Regions from separate parts of the Mus musculus genome. Here regions 1 and 2 are each linked to region 3. A link is a contact called in public promoter capture Hi-C data. All regions are on one chromosome and are shown on one strand. The core of a region is the stretch at or near the end of the contact, and the rest is flanking DNA. Distances in the headings are between cores, read along the strand shown. Region 1 holds the start of Rtn3 (reticulon 3). Region 2 holds the start of Plaat3 (phospholipase A and acyltransferase 3). Region 3 holds the start of Fen1 (flap structure specific endonuclease 1).

The links. Capture Hi-C pulls out chosen DNA fragments and counts their contacts.
Region 1: a contact with region 3 is called in a promoter capture Hi-C map of adipose tissue, with 3 times the contacts expected there. A contact is called at or near these places in 2 of 39 promoter capture datasets (cranial neural crest and hippocampal neurons), 1 of 484 Hi-C or Micro-C datasets (CD4 T cells), 2 of 130 datasets of targeted methods (astrocytes and large pre-B cells) and 2 of 9 other capture datasets (adipose tissue and liver).
Region 2: a promoter capture Hi-C map of liver shows a contact between it and region 3, with 2.3 times the contacts expected there. A contact is called at or near these places in 1 of 39 promoter capture datasets (hippocampal neurons) and 2 of 9 other capture datasets (adipose tissue and liver).

The regions. Positions count from the first base shown.
Region 1 is chr19:7,481,919-7,485,142 of GRCm38.p6, forward strand. It overlaps Rtn3 (reticulon 3), which reads right to left and starts at 1,373. Exons shown (of 9, transcript NM_001003934.2): 1 at 1,021-1,373. The coding sequence starts at 1,165.
Region 2 is chr19:7,555,535-7,559,102 of GRCm38.p6, forward strand. Plaat3 (phospholipase A and acyltransferase 3) reads left to right here and starts at 1,925. Exons shown (of 5, transcript NM_139269.2): 1 at 1,925-2,030; 2 at 2,398-2,461. The coding sequence starts at 2,447.
Region 3 is chr19:10,202,426-10,205,773 of GRCm38.p6, forward strand. Fen1 (flap structure specific endonuclease 1) reads right to left here and starts at 1,968. Exons shown (of 3, transcript NM_007999.6): 1 at 1,670-1,968; 2 at 1,263-1,594. It overlaps Tmem258 (transmembrane protein 258), which reads left to right and starts at 1,777. Exons shown (of 4, transcript NM_026919.1): 1 at 1,777-1,839. The coding sequence starts at 1,837.

The DNA.
Region 1 (3,224 bases), core at 123-2,622, 2.7 Mb before region 3:
TGATCTGAGTCGAGCTTGCCAGTCAGCTCCCACCAGCAGGCAGACTTGTATACAAAAGAAACTAAAGGAGGCCGCCAGCGTCCCTCCTAGTCTTTTCACACACAAGAGAGAAGGGGGTTCAAGCAGCCCAGGCTTTGTCTGAATTCTTTCCCCTGCAGCAATCGTTCCCTTTTGTTATGCTGCTATTGAGAATAGGCCATCGAAAACAAGAAATCAAAACATGGTGATGGCTTGGCAAGACTGTATTTATTATCTTCTAGAATATAGCAACTGACTGCGTGTCCCCACCCCCACGATGCACCACCGGTGAAGAGCCGGCTGTGTTGCAGATGCAGCCAAGGATCCATCTTGGACTATCAGCAGCTCCCTCCCAAATCTTCCCATGCTATTCTCATCACGCCTCATCTACCTCAGAGTCTCAGAAAAAAAAAAAAAAAAAAAAAAAAATCTGGCATTCAGTTTAGCCAAAAACAGTAACAGAACTTCCTGATCCTTCTGGCGAACAAAAAAAAAAAAAAATTTTTTTTTGGAAGGCTATATCATCCATTTAAGATTGTGTCAACCGGTCTGCAAACCTGCAACGCCACCTTTTCCACCACTACCCCTCTCAAAATCCTAGCGACTTCATTTCTCCTACGTCCCACCTGTCACAATCCCCTGAGGCTCGCTAATCCTGCTCTAAGTCACCCCCACCCCCCGACCCACCCTAGGGCTCTCGGGCCTCCAGCACTCGATCCATTGGGTGCACATAGCCTTTCTCCGTTTTCACCCCACTGCGGTGCCCTCCCTTGCAGGGGGTCAGCGTCAACGCCCACTCTAGTTCACCACCCCGCCCCCAACCTGTTTTCTTCACACCCCGTTATTTCCTCACCTCGGTCCTTCGCTCCCCTCCCCCTTAGCCTGTTCCTCAAATGCCCGCCAAGAGACTAAAGCCGCCCACGGCCCAGACAGGTCGCTCGCCCCTTCCCGGAGACCCAGTAGCTCGCGCTCCCCAGGGACCAAGCCCCACGCGCGCCTCACCCGCACACGAGGAGCCGCAGCTCTTCGCCCCCAGGGCGGGGCAGGCTCCAGGGCTCCCGCCGCCGCCGCCGAGAGCTGACGGCTCGGCCCCGGAGGACGACGAGGAGACTGACGGGGACTGAGTGGCCGCTGACGACTCCGCCATGGCTGTACGAGCAAGGGCGGGAGAAGGGTGAAGAGAGACGTAGGGCGGGAGAGTGGGAGGGGACACAGAATAATCCAGCAGCTGGCTCTCCGAAGTTCCCGGCGACGCCTGTTCGGAAGACTGACTCCGACAGACTGACTGACTCAGCCGAGCTCCGCAGGGAGAGAAGGAGTGCGAGCGCGCATGCGCACAAAGAGCCTGGACGCGCGGGCGGCGGCCTCGGAGGCGCGCAGCGACGCAATGCGCAGGCGCAAGAACTGTCCCTCTGCGCTCCCGCAGGAAAGGACGCAGTGACTGGGCCCGCGGGTGGGGCAGGCCTCTCGGGGGTGAGGGGTAGGGGGTGGGGGAATGGGGGAAAGCCTGACGTAAGGGGCGTGGCTAAACTCTAGAACCGGCCCGCCACTGCAGCCCCTGCTACAGATTAACCGTGCCCAGTCTCCCCACCTTCCACTTGTTTATGTGAATGTTTTCTAGCTGGCAGATTATGTTTCTTTATGCCTTCATAAGCTACAAATTTTTTATTATAAATCCTAATTGATGTCTTTGCCTGATACGTACCAGCCTGTGACTCCAAAGAGTACAATATTTAAAGACCCCCCCTCTGTAATGTTCTTTTTGAATTATCTGGTCGTGTCGTAATATCGCCCCACCGAGGCAGGCATGGTACAGTCCCATGTTTGATAGGTGGAGAAAGATGCTAAACAGAATGAGAAACTATTACTCATTCCAATCACATTGCAATGCAGGCACAGAATCGGCTTCATATTTTTATCTTGTTTTTCTTCCCAAAGAGGCTTCAGGTTGTCTTTTCTCTGAGCTATGTTCTGAGCTACAAAAAACATACTTTGGAAAATAAAAAAGAAGCTGCCGAGGAAAGGAAAACCAGGAGAAAACGTCTTGGTTGGGACTGGGGGAATGGAGTGGACATGAAATGAGGTATTAAAAATGAGGCACAGATACTCATAATACTGAATTTTATTCATGTCCTAAGATGAGTCCCCCAAAAAATGACATTTGAAACTGGACATCAATTTATGTCAAATTTTGTTCTTTTTAAATTTTAAGTACATAATGATGATAAAGCTGTGGGATTTGATGTTGCTAAGTAGCAATCTATGACCCAAAGTGCAATTGCAGATTCAGCAAATTCTGTAAAGATGCTAACTCACAGAGGGAGCGCTAGGCAAGCAGGCTGCTGCAGATGGGGAACAAGCTGTGGACCGCATCTGTCCTAGACAGTTTTTTAAGGTCAAATAAAGCTCAGATAGCATCTTGGTTGTTGCAGTGTTCTGAAAACGATCCAGGATATTTCCCAAAATGACTCTGGAAAATATCTTACTCTGTCACTCAACGGCAGGCATCAATTGATAGTGCAGCAAACTGTCCCCCGATGCTGTTGAGTGCCAGAGAACGATGGCAAAGGGAACTGTATGCCAGTAATCAGGAATCCAATTACTTATTTTGGTGAATGCTTAAGTATTTTTTTCTTAAAGTCTATGTTAAAGTCAGGCATGCTGGATAGTTCTATGTTACCTTGAAATCTGAAAAGAGGGAACCTTGATTAAGAAAATGACTCCAGCCAGGCAGTGGTGGCACACACCTTTAATCCCAGCACTTGGGAGGTAGAGGCAGGTGGATTTCTGAGTTCAAGACCATCCTGGTCTACAGAGTGAGTTCCAGGACAGCCAGGGCTACAACAGAGAAACCCTGTCTCTGGAAAAAAAAAAAAAAAAATGACTCCAGGGCTGGTGAGATGGCTCAGTGGTTAAGAGCACTGACTGCTCTTCCAGAGGTCCTGAGTTCAAATCCCAGCAACCACATGGTGGCTCACAACCATCTGTACTGGGATCTGATGTACTCTTCTGGTGTGTGTTTGAAGACCGTTACAGTGTACTCATATAAATAAAATAAATAAATCTTTAAAAAAAAAAGAAAAGAAAAAGAAAATGACTCCATAAGATCAGGTGGTGAGCAAGCCTAAAGGATATTTTTCTTAATCAGTGATCAATGGGAAAGGGCCCAGCCCATTGTGGGTAGGAGCATCCCTGGGCTGAAGATT
Region 2 (3,568 bases), core at 675-3,174, 2.6 Mb before region 3:
TCTACTGATCTAATCCTGGTTGACTTTCAGAATTAAATTGACTTGGAATAGACGATCAGGAGGAGAAGCATGCACATTCCCCGGATGCAAGTTGTGTGTATCCTAGGGGTTTGCAGGGGGAAATGAAGACTTATGGATTTGTGGCCCAATTTCAATTGCTAGTGTCCATGAGGTCCCAAGAGTCACTCCAGGATCAGAAAGAACTATGGAGTGTGAGGAAGAGGAGGGGACAAGGACCCCAAGAAGCAGCTAGGGAGGAAAAAGAATAGTTAAACTTTGCAGAAGTGTTTACGTTAAGTGAGAAATCGGAAAAGGCGAGTTATTGCTATCCTTTTGGAGTGGTGCTGGGAGTAGAGTCCAGGGCCTCTGGGTGATGGTTTCTTTCTGTTTTAGTGAGAGAAGCCATCATTTGGGAATTTCGATTCCTGATTTATTTGTTTGTTTTGCTTTTGAGACAGGATCTTACTGTGTAGCCCCAGCTGGCCTTGAAGTCACAGAGATCTTCCTACCTCTAACTCCTGAGTGCTGGGTTTAAAGGCATGTGCCACCATGCAGAGCCTCATCTTCTGCTTTTAAGAAAGAGAAAAGAACACTGTACAGAAATGAACAGTAGCCATGTTTGTCCAGAATGCTTCTTTTTCTTTTTTCATTTGTGCAATGGTAATATACTGTTTTAAACATCTAACCTTTTATGTTCATGGATTTGATTTCAAACACGAATAAAGTAATCTCTGAATATTGAAAAGGAAATCAAAAGAAATTACATATTTCATGTTCCTCAATCAAAATGCCAGGGAGTGTATTTTTTTAACTCCTTCAATTACAAAAATGTTTTGAGATTTATTTTATGAGTGTAACAGAGCTTCAGACTTAGTGGGCCCCAAGACTTTAGCACAACTGACTCCATGATGGAAGTATCATTCAGGCAGACAGCACCACCTGCCAAAGCTAAAACAGAGGCCAGGTGTACTAATCTTATTTTTGGCTTCTGTGAGCCTGCTTTTGGCTAACTGTTCTTGTTAACTGAAGAATGCCAACCCAGAACATGGTTTTTGTGTTTAAAAGCTCACTCTGAGAAAAGCTAAGTGCTACACTGAACACCCACTGTAGTTGACAGCCAGGCTAATAAAGACTTTCTATTGGCTGAAACCCCTGTGCAAGCTGTCTTCTCTATGTGTGTTTTGTCAGTATGTGTGCACATGTACCAGGTCTGTACCTCATGAGTAACAATGTCAAAAGAAGGTATTGGATCCCCTGGAACTGAGTTAATCATGGTTGTGAGCCACCATGTGGATCCTGGGAACCATCCGGGGCCCTTTGCAAGAGCAGCAAGTGCTCTCAACCCCTGAGCCAGCTCCTCAACCCCACATTACTGTTGTTGTCATTATTTTTATTTTTATTATTATATTTTGGATTTTTGAGGCAAGGTCTCTTTGCATAGCTCTGGCACCCTTGGAACTCACTATGTGGAGCTAGCCTCACAGAGATGGGCCTGCCTCTGCCTCCTGAGTGCAGGAAACAAAGGCATAAACAACTACATCTGGCTATTATTATCATCATCATCATCATTATTTATTATTATTATTTTGGAGAGAAGATCTCAAACAGTAGCTCAGGCTAACTTTAAACTTATGGCAATCCTCCTGCTTCAGCTTGTCAAATGCTAGGATTTCAGGCATGTATTACTCTTAAAAAATAGCCTTTTGGTATGATTCATGTACAAAGATTAAATGTAATTCGACATAACATGTTCTTCCATGAGGAGTGTGTATAGGCTGTCAAGGGCTGGGGAATCTGGGGCAGAGGAGCAGAGAGGCGGGAACGCAGCGGGAGGGAGGCATCTAAGTGACTACTGAGTAGTGGCATGCCCTTGGCGACGCTCTCATTAGCCAGTTACAGGAGGAGGGGCGGGGTGATCTGGCTCAGCCTGGACTCTGCGGCCATTAAACCAGTCCCCATTGCGCTGGCCTCCACTTGCCTACTTGGGGCGCGAGGAGGTTGGAGAGTTTTTTTCTGGGACCCAAGCAAAGGTGAGAAGCCCGGGTGCCTCTGCGGGTCCCCGAGGGCTGTCTGGGAGGCGGAGAGTGTTTCGGCTGCGTAAACAAGCCAGGCGAGAGCTGCCACCTGTCTGCCATCCGCCGTACGCGGAGAAAAGGAGCCAGGGGCGCACGAATGCCTGCCTGGCCAGGAACCCTGCTGGTGACCAAGGATCCCGTGAGCCGCTTCTGCCCTACAGAGAGGGATTTGTCTATTCAAGGGCAAGCTCAGGTCAGAGCGGAGGAGAGCGAGAAAGTTGGAGAAGTTTGGTGGAAGTTTCTGGAGGGCTCTGCTAAAAGCTACCCTGCTCCTGGAGACTTGCTAGAGACTTAATGAGCTTTGCTCCCCTCTGTGTCTTAGGCATCCACGCTGCTGCTAAGCTGAAATTGAAGCTCACACATCCTGGAAAATGCTAGCACCCATAGTAAGTACAGCGTGAGAAGCCAAGGGTGGGCCAGGGATGGGTGTAGTGTTTTAATGGTGACTCTTGTTTTCTCCGGGTCTGACTCGCTGTTTTGAAGAGAGGAGCTTTGTAGTGAGGAAGCTACATTTGAACCCTTGGGGGATCAGGTATGAGCTGTGGGTCAGCTGCCACCTGTTGAGCCTCAGCAGTTGGCTGCCACCCTGCTTGAAACATGCTCAATAGAAAGCAGTAGAGGGGGGGAAGTTGGGGGCTGGGTCTTCTTACCAAACCCGGACCCTGGGCAGGTTCCTGGGTCGAATGTCTGAAGTTGATTCTGCTTATTTTTGTCTTGTCAGCTGACCCATGGCCATCCCTGCTGCCAGCAAACACTCAGCTCTGGCTTTTCCTTCATTTCTTCCCTCCATCCCCCCTTCTCTTTTCTTTCTGATTTTTGTTTTGCTTTTGTTTTTGAGACAAGGCTTCAGGTAGCCCAGACTGGCCTCAAACTTCCTATTTAGCGAGGACAGTTTCTTCCTTCTGGTTTCTCTGCCCCCACCTCTTGAGTGCTGGAATTATAGGTGTGAGGCCCCATACCCAGTTTTGTGAAGCCCTCCTGCATGGTAGGCAAGCACTCTACCGACTGAGCCACATCCCAGCCCCCGGCATCTTTGTTAACCCATGATGTCTTGAGATTGGAACAGGGCAAATGTCTTCTTCATTTTAACAAGACTGTTGATTTGGTTCAGGTTTTTGCAGACAACCCTCTTGGGATTGTGCTCCAGCTGAGTACTGGTGTGGGATTATAATCAAGTTCAAGTTTATTCGGTTCCCAAGTGAAAACAACACTTAAAACCTAACAGTTCTCATAGCAGCAGAGTCACTCCAGGCTGCACTTTCTGTTTCTGGTACTGTGAGGCCAGGCTGTTTTGCTTTCTGTTTGAACCCGGGAAAACCCAAGAGCACAGAAGTTAGCACTATATTTTATATTTTCCATATAAAGCTTGAACTCTGCTGAGCCGTGAGGAGCTGACTCATAAAAATACATGTTTGTCTCAGTTGTGTGTTTTGACTGTGTAACCGTGTGTTGATATAATTTTGTTGTAGTAGACAATTTAAAAAGCATGTTTG
Region 3 (3,348 bases), core at 718-3,217:
CACCATAAGAAAGTCCTGTCAAGGGCTGGTGAGATGGCTCAGTGGGTAAGAGCACCCGACTGCTCTTCCGAAGGTCCAGAGTTCAAATCCCAGCAACCACATGGTGGCTCACAACCATCTGTAACGAGATCTGATTCCCTCTTCTGGAGTGTCTGAAGACAGCTACAATGTACTTACATATAATAAATAAATAAATCTTAAAAAAAAAAAAAAAAAAAAAAAAAGAAAGTCCTGTCAATTGTTCTAATTTGTTCCCAGTCTTACTTCACTGTGTCTTTTCTGAAGCCCAAGTGGCCCTGTATAGTCCCCTTCCTTCCTGACTACAAACACCTCAGCACACGTTACTTGTATAGCACAGAAGCCTAGTGAAGAGGCCTGCTTCTCTCTTTGGTCTTCTTCCTGCCCTCCTTCCTTACTTCTTCCTGGTTCGTATTACTGTGGTTCCTCTAAGAATACAAGCAGCAAAAACTCAGTCTTAAGGCTAAAGACTGTAGCTCTCCCTGGTACAGTGGCTTGCCTAGCATGCATGGAGTCCCATGTTGAATCCTCAGACCAGAAATCAAATAAAAAACTCATCCTTGAATCTGGTATTCTGTGTGTGGGTATAACAATGGGGACTGAGCTAGAGCCCTCACTCCTGCTAGCAAGTGCTCTACATCTTCAAGATTGTGTAACACAAGTCACTTCTGAGTTGTTAAATAAGAATGAATAACCATTTCTGCCTTGCAGAACCGGTCAACCAAAAACCCAGATGGAATACACACATCACCAGATGCCGTGCCATGTTCCCTAGTCAACCATATGGTTCACACCTCACTTACTACGTTGCTAGAATGAATACAGGCTATTACCACCCATCATGTCACACAGAGGGAAACCTGTTCTGTCCTGATAGTCTCAGTCCCGCCTCCACAGGACCTTCCAGATAGCAAAGCCTTAAATGAAATGGCTGCAGGCAGGATAAAAACACACCTAGTTCCCCTGCTCCCCACTCCCCAGAGGCCTACTGATTAATCACCGTATTAACTGGGCCCCACTGTTCTACGGAGTCTTCCAGACTTCCCTTCACCAGAAATGTCCTTGGGGCTTTTCCAACACCTGCCTCAGTCAGAAATACAAGAAAGCACTGTCTCTGGATGTCAGCAGAACATGAACCCATTTCCTTATTAAAGGCACAGAACTTCCCCGCTCCATACTCCTCACAAGGGCCCTAGGATGAACACGCTCTGGTCTCTGAGTCCTCACTGGAAGGAGGGTACTACCTTCTTCCTACCGGCGAAGAGGAATGTTCGGAGCAGAGCGAATGGCCCAAGCCCGGGCTGCCCGGTGCTGTTCCCGCGGCTCTGCCGCTTTCAGAGACGCTTCCGCGAGACCTCACCCCGTCTCGAGTGCACGAGCCTTAAGCAGCTAGCAGTGGTTTGGAGTCCACAGCGTTCTCTGGACAGTCCCGAGCCCGTTCTTTCAGTATCGTTCCCAGCTTCGCCGCCTTCCAAAGCCCGCGCTCTCGTCACGTGATCTGCCAGGCGCGAACAGCCTCCTGGGAAATGTAGTGTATGCCCCACCAGGTCCGATAGCAGCTTTCATAGTGGGCGTTCTTTCTGGGGAAAAAATGAATTAAAACCTAAACTTCACACCACCCTTTCCCACAGTCCGACTCCATGCTACTCACAGCAGGTCCGCATAGTCCTAGTTCCCGTTACTCCTGAGAACATGGGACTACAAGTCCCACAATGCCACGCGCAAGGGACCACATCCTTTTCCTGTTGCTCAGTGCGCTTGCTCCTGCCGACGTGTTCTTCCGGTGGCGGATCGGTGGTTTATCCTGTGCGGGGCAAAATGGTGAGATGATGGGAGTTAACGGACAGTGCTGTGGCCAGGACCTAGGGCTCTTGTGTGCCCGGTCCTCACCGCGTTCTTCCGCGGAGGCCTCAGTATGGAGTGCCCGGTGGGTGGGACGCCGCTGAAACTCTAGTTTGAGTTAGGGACGGGAAAGCAAGCCCCTTACCGTGTATTCCTCAGGCTGAGGTTTCCATCACAATGTGCTTATGATGTTGTTGACTATAATTCTGAAGGTCACAGGGTGCACTTTGAAAACCTTCGCGTTTTTATTTTTCTTTCTTATGATCAGTTATCTCTATCTGGAAGGATTCCCTTGCTGAAATCTTACTTATCCCGCAAGGCCCTTGTATAAATACCATTTCCTGGTAAAACACTTGTAACTCTCATAGGTACTTGTCTTGTCTTCTGGGAGCTCTCAGTCTGTACACACCTCTTGCCACGTTTCCTGGACTTCTTTTTTTTAATCTGCCACGCCTCCTAGTGACCACCATCTGACGTGCATCTAGTTCTGGGATGATGTCTATTCGTCTTTGTATTCCTGTTGCCCAACACTGGGCCTGCATTTGGAGGTTCCATAAATGGCAGCGATTGTCCTTGGCTCTTTTAGGGGGGAAGGGGGACATAATTGTTTACTGAATTGAATTCCTGTGTCTCCTAGAACAATGGGCTCAGTCTACTTCTCTGGAGTTGTTATGTTCTGGACTTTAGAAACATTGGCAAGAAAGTGACAATGGAAGTTAACATTTGTACAGAACTTTACGTTTATAGCCCTTTCACAGGGATTATCTCATCGTCTTCTCTGCAACTTTAGGAAGGAAACAAATACCTATTGAGCAGTTACTCTGTGCCGGGCAGTAAACTAGATGTGTCAACATTCATCTTTCTCCAATCATGCATCAGCCCTGTGACACAAACAGTGTTATAACTACTTAACTCAGACTGAGGATTCAGTAGGGCCAGAATTATCCCAATTGTCTTCTGCCAGGAGATCCCCGTGGCTCCCCCCTAAGGCAATGAAAAGCAGTACTCCTACATTAGAATTTGAGCTGTCTGTACTAGTGTAGGCTCCGGCTTCCTGTACAAATTAACGGCTTAGAGTCTGGACACAGATCCAAAAGCAGTGGGAATTGTGGGCAAGCGTTTTTCTTTAGGTGTCTTCCCCCAGACAGATCCATGACTTACATAGTGATCATTAGCTAGAAACCCCTAAGAGCCATTATCCTCTGACTCTTAGCTGCTCTTATCTCACTGAAAGTGGCTGCTGCCATTCTTTGTTGTTATTGTTGTTTGTTTTATTTCCCAGTGTTGGGGATCACACTTAAGACTTCATGCATGCTAGGCAAATGTTCTACCACAAAGCCTGCCACGTCCCTACTTTTAAGATGTGATGTAGAGCTAGGAGATGGCTCATGGGCAAAGGGTTTGGTGTGCAAGCCTGATAGCCTGAGTTGGATCCTAGAACCCACATTACTTTTTAAAATCCAGGTGTGGCCAGGCGATGGTGGTGCA